Linked DNA regions of Mus musculus: regions 1, 2 and 4 are each linked to region 3. The links are chromatin contacts, called in public ChIA-PET and promoter capture Hi-C maps. All regions are on one chromosome and are shown on one strand. The core of a region is the stretch at or near the end of the contact, and the rest is flanking DNA. Distances in the headings are between cores, read along the strand shown. Region 1 holds the start of Tecpr2 (tectonin beta-propeller repeat containing 2). Region 2 holds the start of Rcor1 (REST corepressor 1). Region 3 holds the start of Mark3 (MAP/microtubule affinity regulating kinase 3). Region 4 holds the start of Dync1h1 (dynein cytoplasmic 1 heavy chain 1).

What was found. Promoter capture Hi-C pulls out the DNA fragments that hold promoters and counts their contacts. ChIA-PET counts read pairs in DNA pulled down with a chosen protein or histone mark. Capture Hi-C pulls out chosen DNA fragments and counts their contacts.
Region 1: a contact with region 3 is called in a promoter capture Hi-C map of liver. The contact joins the promoter of Tecpr2 here to the promoter of Mark3 in region 3. A contact is called at or near these places in 1 of 39 promoter capture datasets (cranial neural crest), 1 of 484 Hi-C or Micro-C datasets (embryonic stem cells) and 1 of 9 other capture datasets (liver).
Region 2: a contact with region 3 is called in an RNA polymerase II ChIA-PET map of effector CD8 T cells, with 11 read pairs. The contact joins the promoter of Rcor1 here to the promoter of Mark3 in region 3. A contact is called at or near these places in 3 of 39 promoter capture datasets (cranial neural crest, liver and pre-B cells), 1 of 484 Hi-C or Micro-C datasets (muscle stem cells), 4 of 115 datasets of contacts at active chromatin or transcription factors (bone marrow-derived macrophages, effector CD8 T cells, memory CD8 T cells and 1 more) and 1 of 9 other capture datasets (adipose tissue).
Region 4: a promoter capture Hi-C map of liver shows a contact between it and region 3, with 5 times the contacts expected there. The contact joins the promoter of Dync1h1 here to the promoter of Mark3 in region 3. A contact is called at or near these places in 2 of 39 promoter capture datasets (liver and pre-B cells), 1 of 484 Hi-C or Micro-C datasets (CD4 T cells) and 2 of 115 datasets of contacts at active chromatin or transcription factors (embryonic stem cells and pancreatic cancer cells).

The regions. Positions count from the first base shown.
Region 1 is chr12:110,887,748-110,890,708 of GRCm38.p6, forward strand. It overlaps Tecpr2 (tectonin beta-propeller repeat containing 2), which reads left to right and starts at 1,517. Exons shown (of 20, transcript NM_001289510.1): 1 at 1,517-1,579. Cinp (cyclin-dependent kinase 2 interacting protein) reads right to left here and starts at 1,398. Exons shown (of 5, transcript NM_026048.4): 1 at 1,319-1,398. The coding sequence starts at 1,325.
Region 2 is chr12:111,037,692-111,040,711 of GRCm38.p6, forward strand. It overlaps Rcor1 (REST corepressor 1), which reads left to right and starts at 1,676. Exons shown (of 12, transcript NM_198023.3): 1 at 1,676-2,197; 2 at 2,271-2,330. The coding sequence starts at 1,915.
Region 3 is chr12:111,572,721-111,575,907 of GRCm38.p6, forward strand. It overlaps Mark3 (MAP/microtubule affinity regulating kinase 3), which reads left to right and starts at 1,801. Exons shown (of 18, transcript NM_001370744.1): 1 at 1,801-2,381. The coding sequence starts at 2,331. It overlaps 2810029C07Rik (RIKEN cDNA 2810029C07 gene), which reads right to left and starts at 1,682. Exons shown (of 2, transcript NR_045295.1): 1 at 1,153-1,682; 2 at 1-1,020.
Region 4 is chr12:110,599,947-110,603,038 of GRCm38.p6, forward strand. It overlaps Dync1h1 (dynein cytoplasmic 1 heavy chain 1), which reads left to right and starts at 1,449. Exons shown (of 77, transcript NM_030238.2): 1 at 1,449-1,908. The coding sequence starts at 1,659. It overlaps Gm35558 (a long non-coding RNA gene), which reads right to left. Exons shown (of 2, transcript XR_381950.4): 1 at 807-3,092; 2 at 1-418.

The sequences.
Region 1 (2,961 bases), core at 267-2,766, 690 kb before region 3:
AGGGCCTAACTCTCTGTGGTGCCGCAGCCCTTGGGCAATTGGTCCTGGGCTGTGTAAGAAACGATCTGAGGGGCTGGAGATGGCTCTGCGGACCTAGCACCCAAAAGAGGCTTACAATCAGCTGAGATTCCTATTCCAGAAGATACCATGTCCTCTTCTGGCCCCTGTGGATACAGCTGACACATGGTACGTTTACATAAATGTAGGTATTATACACGGAGAAGAAAATCCTAGGAAAAAGCAAGCCAGTAAGCAGCTATTCTTCATGGCTCCTGCCTCTGGTTCTGCTTGGGTTCCTACCGAGTTCCTTCATAGATGGATTGGGACCTGGAAGGGTAAGACAAATAAACCCTTTCCTTCCCAAGATGCTTTTTGGTGACGGTATTTTACCATGGCAACAGGAAGCAAGTTGAACAGTTATTTCCATCAAGAAGTCTTCCTGGACTCTCCCCCCCCAACCCCCGCCGCCGCCGCCCCCACTTCCACCCCTGGTTGCATTACGAGTCACTGCAGTAGACATATTATCTCCTATTCGTTGGCTGTCATCACATCCCCTAGTGAGTCAATTTCTTCTATTTCTTAATTCTATTTTCTCCGCAGGACTGAGTTCAACCACAGTAGGAGTTATGTCTTGTTCCCTCCCATAACTTGCACACACAGCTGATTGAGAATCAAACGGGCTCCATGGAGGAACTGCTCTCACCTCCTGCATTACATTCGTCCTTCTTCGGTAGGGGTCCCTAAGGGTGAGGATCACGGCTGACTAAGTTTGCCGGACCCACTTAGGAACCAAAAGCACAGCTCTGACTTCTAGACACTCAGAGACAAATGGGGAGATGTCAGTAATGTGAGTCGCAGGGCAGCTGGTAGAGAGAGAGGCACAGCAGTTTAGCTGCTTACCTCTTGTAAGCTACCAAAGCAAAACGGGACTCAGCAAGCCATACGCTAACGCACTGACCCATGCGACACGAACCGACAGAGACAGCCTTTATTACACACTGCAAGCTCCACGGCCCGTCTTACTGAATGCCGGAGTTTAGGGAAGGGTTCTCCGAGGGGCTGGCACGTCAGGCTTGGCTCCAATGTGCTCAGGGATGCTCTGAGCGTCACACCACTGACACTTCACGCACATCACCGCACTCAGACGACACTCACACCGTAATGAACAAGGCTCCCGGCAGCCCACGAGGTCCAGGCGCGCCCTGCATGTCACGTCGCGCGCGGACTCATGACCTCCCCCACCCACCCTCCCACCCCTCATGACCACGTCCACGACCTGCAGCCCCCACAACTAGGGAAACACAGCACTGTCACGCACCTTCCATGCGGCGGCCCACAGGTAGATTCCTGAGAAGACCCAAAAACCCGCCTGCGAACTGAGGAAGTGACGTCACTTCCGTCCTTGGGCCCGCCCACACTTGTGGCTCTGCCGCTCTAGCCCTCCGCGGAGTCACTGCTACTCTCTGAGGCCTAACCCGTTGCCTAGGCAACAGGCTCCCAGCAGCCCCTGCGGCCCGGAGTCCATCCCGCCTCCTCCGGGTTGGCGGGGCTGAGGTGTCCTGAGGGGCTGCCGCGGGAGGTGAGTTCGGGAGCGCGCGGGCGGGTGCCGGACGCCTCCGACGTCCCCGACGCCGCCCCTCGCCTTTCCTCCCCCTGGCAGAGCCGCCTTCCCCTGTCTCAGCCCCTCAGCGTCTCCACAGCCGCGTCGCCGTCCCCCTGGCAGCCGCCGCACGCGGCGCATCTGTCAGCCGGAGTCTGTGCAGAGCACCGGGCGTCGCAGCGTTCGCACACCGCCCCGGGCCGCCCTGGCGTCCCGGCTCCCCTCGCTCCTCCCCTCCTGCCCCACCCTGCATCCCTCTCGCGGCCGGCTCCAGGCTCCTCAGCCTGGAGATTGACATTGCGTTCTGTTCTGTCCCCCCGATCCTCAGCTGGATCCCTTACATTGCCGCTGGCTTGGCCGCCCAGTAGGAGTTGAGTAAGGGTTGGTTAAATGGATACCGAATGCCTCCCGGTGTGGCCCCCGAGGCGGAATGGACAGTGAATGGGGTGACCCTGGGTCAGACTCGGGGTCAGGTCATTGCGCTTCCCCTTCCTACCCGTTTACTGGAGCAAGTGTCAACTTCCTAGCTTCAGTTTCGTCATCCGTAAAATGATAAGTTTTTATCTTGGGATAGTGGAGGATTAAATGGGTCAGTGCATGCATGCACAGCCGACCGTCCAGGGTCTGACTGAATATGATCAAGGTTAGTCTCTGCTGTCACCCACACGGCTCTGTGGGCTTCGCTGCTTTTTCCTCTAGTCCCTTAAGTCTCTGGTTTCCCATTTCTTTCCATCTCCGTCTTTACTTTTCTTTCCTACCCTTTGTGCTTCCTTTCTTTCTCACCGATATTCAGGTATTTTTCTGTTCCATTTGTTGGCAGCATGTGAGGTGTATCGTTTTGTCGTTGACTGGAATGATCATTTGCAGCCAAGGTTTTGAAAACTTTTGGAGCAGGGAGTTGTGGGAAATCAGGTCCTAGGTATGAAGTTGCTCTAGTCTCTTATCGCCAGAGAGTCCTTGTCTTCGAAGCTGTTACACTTTTTGTACCTACTCGCACCCAGCTGTAATGCTGATATACCTGTGATCATTTTGTTTGTTTTTGCAACCTGACTTACAGCCCGTGTTTGTTCATTCATTGAGTGTTTACTAGACTTCCCTCATGCCAGTTGCTGGGCCAGGCCCTAGGGGTGTATGCTTACACTTCACACCTAGTCACTCCCTCAGGAAGGTTGGAGTCTAGCTCTTGAGATTTCAAACCTGAGAATCCCGTCTGGTTTGGGAATCATGGATGGGTAAAATGAAATAAAGTCCTTCAGGGGTTCACTCCCCCCCCCCACCCCGTAACTTTTAAAAATCGTGTTTTATGTGAATGGATGTCTTGCCTCCATGTGTTTTTGTGTACCCACGTGTGTGAAGTGCCT
Region 2 (3,020 bases), core at 426-2,925, 540 kb before region 3:
ATGTAGGTTAATCTGTCTGTGGTACATCTTGGAAGATAGGGAAGAAAGAGGACAGAGTGCCCCTAGCCGCTCAGGTTCATCTGTCATGAAGTCACGGCTTCATCCAGGTACCTATCCCAGGTCACCCCTGGATCCCACCTCTGATTTAGCAGTCTATTTGCTGACCAGGCCAGCTGGACCCGGTTATTCCAGAGCTCATGCCTGCAGTGCCCAGGACTTTCTAAGCAGAGGGGTGTCCTTCAGAGAGGAGTCCAAGAGCAAGAACAGGAACTTGGTGGGGGCAGGGATCTGCTACCGGGAGGCTCTGGGCCCTGTTCTTGAAGGCCAGTTAGAAGTGACCATGGTCACTTCAGTGAAGTTTAAAATGATTCGCGGGGCAGAAAACGTGGAAGAGAAACCCCTGCTTATTTATGCGGGCTTTCAAACCATAAAACTCTCGTTTTCTCTCTGTAGCTATTTATATCCTGAGCGGGTGTAAAAACTGTCCCCATATGAAGCCCAGGTCTGAAGTAATATAAACGAAAAATAGCCATCTCCTGTTTTATTTATTTATTTTTAATTTAAAGCAAACGGTTTCACCTATAGTCCCCAGGTTTGGTCGCTGGCGCGGGGGGTGGGGCAGCCCACCCAGCCCCACAGGCAGCTGTCAGGCAGTGACGGGGCCCCTCGCTTGATCACTCCAGGGACAAGGACGCCCAGGGCTGGGTGTCACCGACTCCTCCGCGTTCAGGCTCTTAGCCCTGCGGGCTGGGGGAAGGGCCCGGGTCTCGGGAAGTGACCCTCCTCTTCTACCGAGCTGGGGACTCAAGCTCCTTCTTTTTCCCCCTCGCGGTGGGGCCCCTAGTCGATCTATGTCCCTCCTGCTGTCCCGGGGCCACTCGGCACCTCCCCTCACCCCGACGGCTTCGAGGCCCTCCCCGGCCGAACATCCCGACTCCTCCCTCGGCCCCTCAGGCAACGTGGGGAGCCGGTGGCCCCCAACCCAATTAGCGGGGAGCTCCATCGTCTCCAGGCACAACCGCTTTCCTTCCCTCGGGGGACACTGCCACCTGAGAGCCTCGTCCCCAGGTTCCCTTGCTCTAGTACATCTCGATCGCCCCTGGGCGACGCGGGGGCGCAATTAGTTTCTTCCAATTAGTTTCCCCTCTTTGTATAGAACCCATTCAAACTGTGCGCGTACTCCTCCGCGCGAGGGGGAAAGTAGTCCCGACCTTGCCCGCGATTTCTGTTCTCGCGTCGGGCACATTCACTTTGGGAAGCCGATGGGACGCTCGGCGGGATCCCCGGGGGAGGTGGCGCGGGGCCCACAGGGTGCGAGCGGAGGGAGCGGGGCGCTGGGGAGGGGGAGGGGGCTAACTCCTCGCTGTTGCCTCGAGAGATGGATCATGGGGCGTAAAGCGATCGCAAACCTCAAACCACGTACAGTGGGCGATACGCGTCAACCCAACCTGGCCAACGGAAGCACAGAACCTTCCCCCTCCTTCCCGTGATCCCGCCCCCGTGGCCTGACGGACGCGCACAGAGACCTACCATGCCCCTGCTTGCCGCCCGGATCCCGTGAGAGCCAATGGAAGCTCGCAGGGGCGGAGCTTGCGAGCGACGGGTTAGGCTGTGCGCGGCCCTCCTCCCCCCCAGGCTCCGCCCCTCCCCCCCGCCCGCGGCTCCCGGAGTAGTTAGAGCCAGCGAAGTGCGGGCGGCGATGAGAGCCAAAGTTGCGCTCCGTTCGGCATCGGGGGCTTGAGGCGGCTCGTTGCTCCGCCCGTCTGGGCCTCCTCTAGCCCCAACTCCCGCCAGCGGATCCCGCGCGCTCGCCCGCCCGGCCCGGCGCCCACCTGCGCCCCCTGCCCGCGGCCCGCCGCCCGCGCCTCGCGAGCCGGGGTCCCCGTCACTTTGGCCCGGCCCCGGGCCCCGCCGATGCCGGCCATGGTGGAGAAGGGCCCCGAGGTCTCAGGGAAGCGGCGAGGGAGGAACACGGCGGCCTCCGCAGCCTCGGCCGCCGCCTCGGCCGCCTCGGCCGCCGCCTCAGCCGCCGCCTCGGCCGGCACCGCCTCCGCCTCGGCCGCCGCCGCCGCCTCGGCCGCCGCCGCCCCCAATAATGGCCAGAATAAAAGTTTGGCGGCGGCGGCTCCCAACGGGAACAGCGGCAGCAACTCCTGGGAGGAAGGCAGCTCGGGCTCGTCCAGCGACGAGGAGCACGGTAGGTGGCAGCCGCCCCCGCGCCCGGCCCGTGTCCGCGCCCGCGCTGACCGCCGTGCTCTGCTTCCCCGCAGGTGGCGGTGGCATGCGGGTGGGACCCCAGTACCAAGCGGCGGTGCCCGACTTCGATCCTGGTGAGTAGCGAGTGACGGGAGCTCGGGAGACAACTTTGTTTTTTGTGCGTGTTGGCCTTCGGTCCGCGGGGGCACACGGGGCGCGAGGGCAGGCGGCGCGGCACGCTCGCACACGAGTGTGCTGCAGATTCGGGTGCGGGGAGGCCATGGGCTCCGGTGGGGACAGCACTGGGCCCGCAGTGTCCCCCGGCTCTGAGAAAGCCACACCTGGCCGGGGTGGAGTGGGATGTCTCTGCCTCCAGGTGTGGTGTACCGGAGCTAGGACGGGATCCCGGGTGGCAGTGCTGGAGAGTTGGCGTCCTGGGGCGCTCGGACCCAGGGCTCCGCAGAGACTTCTTACTTCAAACTGGCTCCTAGCGTTACCCTGCCAACCCTACGCTCTTATTGCCTCTTGACTCTCATCCCGTCTTGTCCCGTCCGGTCCCATCCTGTCCCATCCCATCCCATCCCATCCCATCCCATCCCATCCCATCCCGAGGGCTGGTGGAGTAAAGATCTTCCTGTCCCTCCACCCCAATCAGGTAATAAAAGAAGTGTGCTTTCCAGAGAGCATCTGTCTAGATAAGAGAGCCCGACTTGTGGCTGTTATTTTAAGATCTGTTTGTAAATGTGTGTTTCCTTTATTTCTTTTTTCTTTTGGGGGGGATGGGGTGGGGAGGAAGAGGTTGTGAAAGAATAGAACCATCAAAA
Region 3 (3,187 bases), core at 551-3,050:
TCAGGAGCCAGTGCTGAAGCACCAGAATTCCTCAGGGTGGAGGGGAGAACTTGTTTCGGGCCATGTCTAACTCTCCCTGGCTCCTGCCTCTCACATGCTCCTGTTGAATTTCCTTGGATTCACCCTGTTGTTTCTCACCTCCGTGCTTTTCTGTATTAGGCTAAACTGGGTGTCTGACAGGCCCTAGGCATCACTCTGTCTCTTCAGCTATCATTCCATCTTCAGAGTAAGTATGCCTTCTGTAAGTCTCCCCTTAGACCCACGAGTGGGATAGGATGCCCTCGGTTGGTCTCTTAGCTGTGGAGCACGTGTCCACTCATCACAACCTACATTTCAGTTGAACTGTGTGGAGCAAACATTTGATTCAGAGGCTTTCCTCTGCAGTCCTCTGCTTAACCAAAAAGGGAGAAAGAGAATAACATTTAATAACCCATCTGGTGCCCCGAGCACACCCCTAAGAGGGTGAGATAGGAGCTCTGAGTGCGTCTTGGCCCCGGCTTGTTTTGTCTTGGGACCCTCTGGCCTCTCTGGATGTGATGCTGGTGTTTGAAGATCTGTTGTTTCACAAAGCAGGATACACCAGGATATCGGGGTGTTGGGGGGGCAGAACCAAAGCAAGCAAACAAAACATAAGAAGGAAAGAAAGCAAAGTTTAGTCACTCACAAGTTTAGCCATTTCTAAAGCTGTAGGAATGGGGTTCAGATCCTTCTATAACCAACACCACCGATGGCCTGGGTAAAGTAACCAACTTACCCAGACTTTAGGTCACGTGCTGTGCCTGAGCATCTTATGCGGCTACACTGAGGCTTAATGAATAACCGGCACAAGGTGGACTATTAGTAACAGTTTGTCTTACCCCGGCTCACATAGCCCTCCCTCCTCTACCAATGGATTCTCTCCTTAGAAGACATAAAGAGGTGACACGCTGAGCAGGCCTTCTAGAAGAGGCAGCATATTCAGAGTTCCACCTGCAGGTCACTCCCTGGTCCAAGCCTGTAGCAATATCGCTCTTCAGAAGACTGAAGTAAGAGAGGGAGAGGCGAGAGAGGAGGAAGGAGAAAGGGACAGAGGGGAAAAGTGAGGGATAGAGGGAGTGAGAGAACGAAAGGGAGAGGAAGAGACAGAGAAATATTGATTATATAAGCCCCTACCGGCATTTAGGATCTGATCCTGGGGGCGTCTACGTGATCTCATCGAGTCCCTCTTCCCAGCTTTTTGTGCTACCTTGTTATTTTATACTTCACTCTTTCATCCGAATGGGTATTCAATTGAGCCGGCTCCGATAACCAGTGGCTCCTTAGTCAGAGGCAAAAAAGTTCTTTGGCTGGATGCTAGATGCCTCGGTTACGAAGCAGGAGCCTGGCTCCTTCCTCTTCAGCTAGACCAGTGACTGCTGCTTCGCTGCTGGAGCTCCATCCTTTGCAGCGTGGCCGCGGGAAAGAAAAGTCAATTTTTGCAAACAGTAGGCTCTTCATGTGTAGTATAATCCAGACAGCCTAGATCTGTACTCTGCAAATGCCAGCCCAGCAGTCGGGCACAGGATGCCCTCTAGGGAAGTGGTCCGGAGGGGTCAGGGATGCCCAGGCAATCTGGACCATTGGAACTCTCCGCCCGCTAGAGAGGAGACCAAGCAAGACCTTTCCGACGGCACCACCCCCTCAGACCCAACAGGACGAGTCGCCCCTAGCAACAGCAGCCGGCAGCTAGCTCCGACCGCGCTGATTGGCGGAACTCCAGGCGGCCGTAGCGTCACTTCCGGCAGCCGGAGGCAGCGGAGGAAGCCGAGGCGCGGCCATCTTGAGTCTGTAAGGCTCCTGAGGTGCCGGGAGCGGCGGTGGCAGCCGGCAGGGCGAGGCCGGGCGGAAAGCGAGCCGGAGAAGGGAAAGCAGCCGGGCGTGGGCGCCTCCTCCGCGGCTCCCTCCATGGTCGGCGCCTGCAGGCCGCGGCGGCCTGTCTTGCGCTCCATCTCCGCTCCATCCTCCTGCGCTGCTGCCTCTTCAGGGGCTGCCGGCCGCGCCGTGTCGAGCCCCCGGGGCTGAGCTCCGCGGCGCTGCGGCTGCGAGCGGCGAGGAGGCGCGGGGCCCGCGAGGCCCGTGAGGTGCCCTGAGGCTTGCGGCGGCGGCCAGCCGGCCCGCTTCCAGTGCGGCCGCCGGCGCTGGGGGAGAATGAGCCCCGGGGCCCGCGGGCGCACGGCCCGGGCCAGGCCGGAGATCTAGACTCCGGCCAGGGAGGGCAGGGCCCGGAGGCTCGCGGCCGCTGCTCGCCGGCCGCCCAAAGCTGGGCGGTTTTGTTTTCGCCTTGGCGTTGTGCGGAATCAAAGCGCAATAAGATGTCCACTAGGACCCCTTTGCCAACGGTGAATGAACGAGACACTGAAAACGTGAGTGGACTGCGCTGCAGGGTGGCAGACCCTCAGGGTGGTAGCAGGGGGATCCAGCCCAGATGCTCCAGGCAGGGGTCAAGGCGCAGCCCTGTCCTGCGGCGCGCGTGCGGCCTGCGCGCTGTCCTTACGGTCGGCTGAGCATTACCCGTCCGTGCGCTGCTGCGGCCAGTGCGCGGTTGAACACAACTCTCCTCTTAACGTCGGGCAGGGTCTGAGCCTGCCAGTCAGACCTAGGTGCAGATTAATAGGATCCAATCGGGTCGAGCGGAGCGCCCTTTAAAAGGGGACTAAGTTTAATGACAACTGCCAAAACTAAGTGCCCCGTGGAGAGATCCTTGTGGGCCCCCGTAGTTCCCGCACTCACAAGAGTAGTTCTCTGCTCCAGAGCCGCTGCCTTTATCAAGGAGTAGCTTCCCGTCCTTGGCAAAGCTAAATCTGTTCGGAAGCAGCGGGCTGAGTGTTTTGAGAAGCAGATGTGAAGCTCTGCTCTGTTCTGCTGCCCGGCCGAGGGACACCCACTGGGTTGCCTTTTCCTTCCGCTGCAAAAGGTTGGCTTGGAGTAGCTCTCAGGCCCGGTCCAGTGTGCACACCCAGCAAATCTATGTAAAAGGATTTTGTTGGAAAGGACCTGCAGAACCAAACCAAACCACAGCCTGGAGCAGCATTGCTAGGGAGTGACAAACGTGTAGTAGAAGTTCTACTGAAGAAATGTTTGACCTGCCCAAGTGTTTTTTGAACTCTTCTTCCGCATCGGATTCCAAAGTGTTCCAGCCTAGCTTTGTCCTCTGTAAAGCATTTAGTAA
Region 4 (3,092 bases), core at 199-2,698, 970 kb before region 3:
TGAGTCCTCGGATAACTGAATGACTGCATTTCCCAGGTGCTGACTCACAGTGCAGCCAGTGTGCAATCAGCCCCACACCCACTAAGTCCCTGCAGGTTTCAGAATCTCCGGTCTTTTGTCCTTGTTCCTATCTCTGCAGGATAGGCAGAGGGAAACACTAACACAGCACCTAGTGTCAGGTGGACATTCAGTATTGATCACTGCCAGTACGCCAGCAATTCCACAGTAGCAATTCACCACAGTAGCTTTGGGTCTGTCCTCTCACCTCTGCAAGATTATTTATGACACATTACACCAGGGTGGGCTGATGGAGGGAGAATGGGGATATTTATCTGTTTTCTCTCTCTCTGTCTCTCTGTCTCTCTCTCTGTCTGGCTTCTAGAAGAATCTTCGGGCCTCCATCAGCAGCCTCTGGGACCTGGCACAGGACAATTGTGCAAGGAATAAGCATATTGTAGGGCTTCCCGTATTCCAAAGATGATTTGGGAGAATCAAGTCATACCACCATCATCCCACCAATCAGGACTCAGCTTTCTAACTCGGCATTATTATATTTTTAAAGATCATTTTGGCTTAGTTCCCTCTACCCAATTGAACAGGCAAGTTATGACCTGAACTTTCAAAGGCCAGTTACTAACCCTAAGAAAGTAAGCAAAGAGATTCTGCCCTTCTTGTCCTCCGTGTATGGGAGGAGGGGTGATGGGTCAGATGCAGGGAAACTTAGGAGCAATCTGAGCCCCTGCCTCCTGCCGATCCAGATTCCCGAACCCACAGAGCGGTGGGTGCTGCAGGTATGGGGAGCTTACCGTTGTCAGTGGATTCACTCATGCGTCCTTCTCTTACATCACCCTCGCTTGGTAAATGACACTGTGTTCAGAAGCCAGGTCCCATCGTAGCTTGATGTTCCTACTATCCAGGTTTCTTTTAGCCTACCGTTAGACTGCACTGCAGTTGCTGCTCCACCCATACCTAACCTTCCCTTCCTCAGACGCCAGTTCCTCAGCTAAAATCATCTCCCTTCCACTCTCTCCCTATCCAGTTTAGCGAAGTCATTGTGGGCATGCCCCTCATCTCCTCTGAAAAAACGTCCTCATCTTCCCAATGTGTATCTAATAACGACTGGGCAGTTGGGACTCCAGACTCCATTCATTCAACGGGAGAACTCAGGTTATTAATAGCAATGTCGGGCAGAGGATGAACTCTCACTAAATGTCAATTCTCGTCAATGCATCCTTAAAACACTATTTATGAAGCCTGAGGGGCTGGCTCTGTGATATTCTCTGCCACCTGGCAATGAAGACAGACGCGGTTCCTGGACCACTTTTGCGCAGAGTAATGGGTCCCGCCCTGCCCTCCGACTACAAGTCCCAAAAGGCCACGCGGCGCCGCACATAGCCCCGCCTCCAGTCGCATGCGTAACGTCGCGACGCCGACCGCGAGCGGGCGCCGGTGGCTGCAGCCAGCGGGCGGGGCGGGGCCGGCGGGAGCGGCGGCCTTTAGGGCGGAGCCGGCTCCGCTGTCCGCAGTCGGCCGCGGGTTAGCGGGCAGAGCGTCTCCTGTCGCCGGTTCCCCTCGCTCACTGCTCTCTCGTGCCGGAGGCCGCTCCTCTCGGCTCTCGCTCTCTCTCTTTCTATCTCTCTCCCTTCCGTGGATCCGCCATGTCGGAGCCGGGCGGCGGCGAGGACGGCTCGGCCGGCCTGGAGGTGTCGGCGGTGCAGAATGTGGCGGACGTGGCGGTGCTGCAGAAGCACCTGCGTAAGCTGGTGCCGCTGCTGCTGGAGGACGGCGGCGACGCGCCGGCTGCGCTGGAGGCGGCGCTGGAGGAGAAGAGCGCCCTGGAGCAGATGCGCAAGTTCCTGTCAGACCCGCAGGTCCACACGGTCCTGGTGGAGCGCTCCACCCTCAAAGGTGCGCGGCGCCCCCTCCCCGGTCGCGTGGAGCAGCTAGGGTGCCCGGACCGCCAGCGCCCGCACAGTGGGGTCGCTTTGTCTCCGCGGCTTCTCAAGATGGCCGAGTTGGGTGGAGACAGCGTCTCCCGGTCCCGGCTGGGCACAGGGCCGCATCCCTGCCTCCAGAGTCACATGAGCTTTTTTGGTTTCGATTCGTATCCAAGCTTAGCTCGCTTTGGGAAGAGTGTGTCTAGGACAGCCTAGGTGCTGGCCCTTGGGTGGGCTCGGGGACCGGTGGGTTGGCGGGAGCCGGAGTGGGCAGGCCCTGGTCACCCAGCATCTCTGCTGTCTGCGGCTGCCTACGCGTAGGCCTCCATTGGCCTCGCAGCATCATTGTTGAGTGGGTGTATCTCCCAGTTTTACAAACCAGGAAACTGAGTCCCGTGGCTGGTCCAAGGTCACCAGCTAAAATACAGGACCTTGAGATTAGACTCAGCATATCAGTTTCCAGTCCAAATTGCTTGTTTTGCTGATCATGGCTTGAAATTGTTGCTTAGATGACCCTAATGACAGCTCTGTGACATTTAAGTCTGATTTCAAAGACTTAAGAACTGTTGCTTACCTAGTTGGGGAAGGAGGCAAAGAAGCTGACATGTTCCCGTTGTGTCCTCCAGCAGAGACTCTCACAACATCCCTAGATTGATCTGGAATAGGGGGCTTGCTTGCAGGACTCCTTCCTTCTTGAGGCTTTAAAACCACTTTGTAGCATCTGGGGAACTTGTATGACATGCTGGCGAATGGGTGTGGCATTTCCCTAGGAACCCAGATGTGCTGTTTAAAAGTAAAATAGCCCTTAGGGATTGAAGATGGACTGAGAATATTTGCTAGCAAGTTCCCTAGAGTTCCAAAGGCTGTGTGGTTCCGTTAGAAAACCAGAGTGGCTGTCCTTTCGATAGTTTGTATCGCTTTAAGGCTATTCTTAATTACAAAATGTTCACACAGCCTTGGTTTGGGCCTGCAGTTAGAAGATAGCAGAATATTTTTCTTCAATCTACACACAATGTCTAAAGCATTAGGATGCTATTAGTGCCTGGCTAGTGTTAGTGTGACTGAAGATGGTTTCCTTTACATTGGAGTTTGTATTTATTCCTGCGTGGAAATCTATTTTTGTCCAAAAGACCATGTAACTGTAGAAAATTTGAA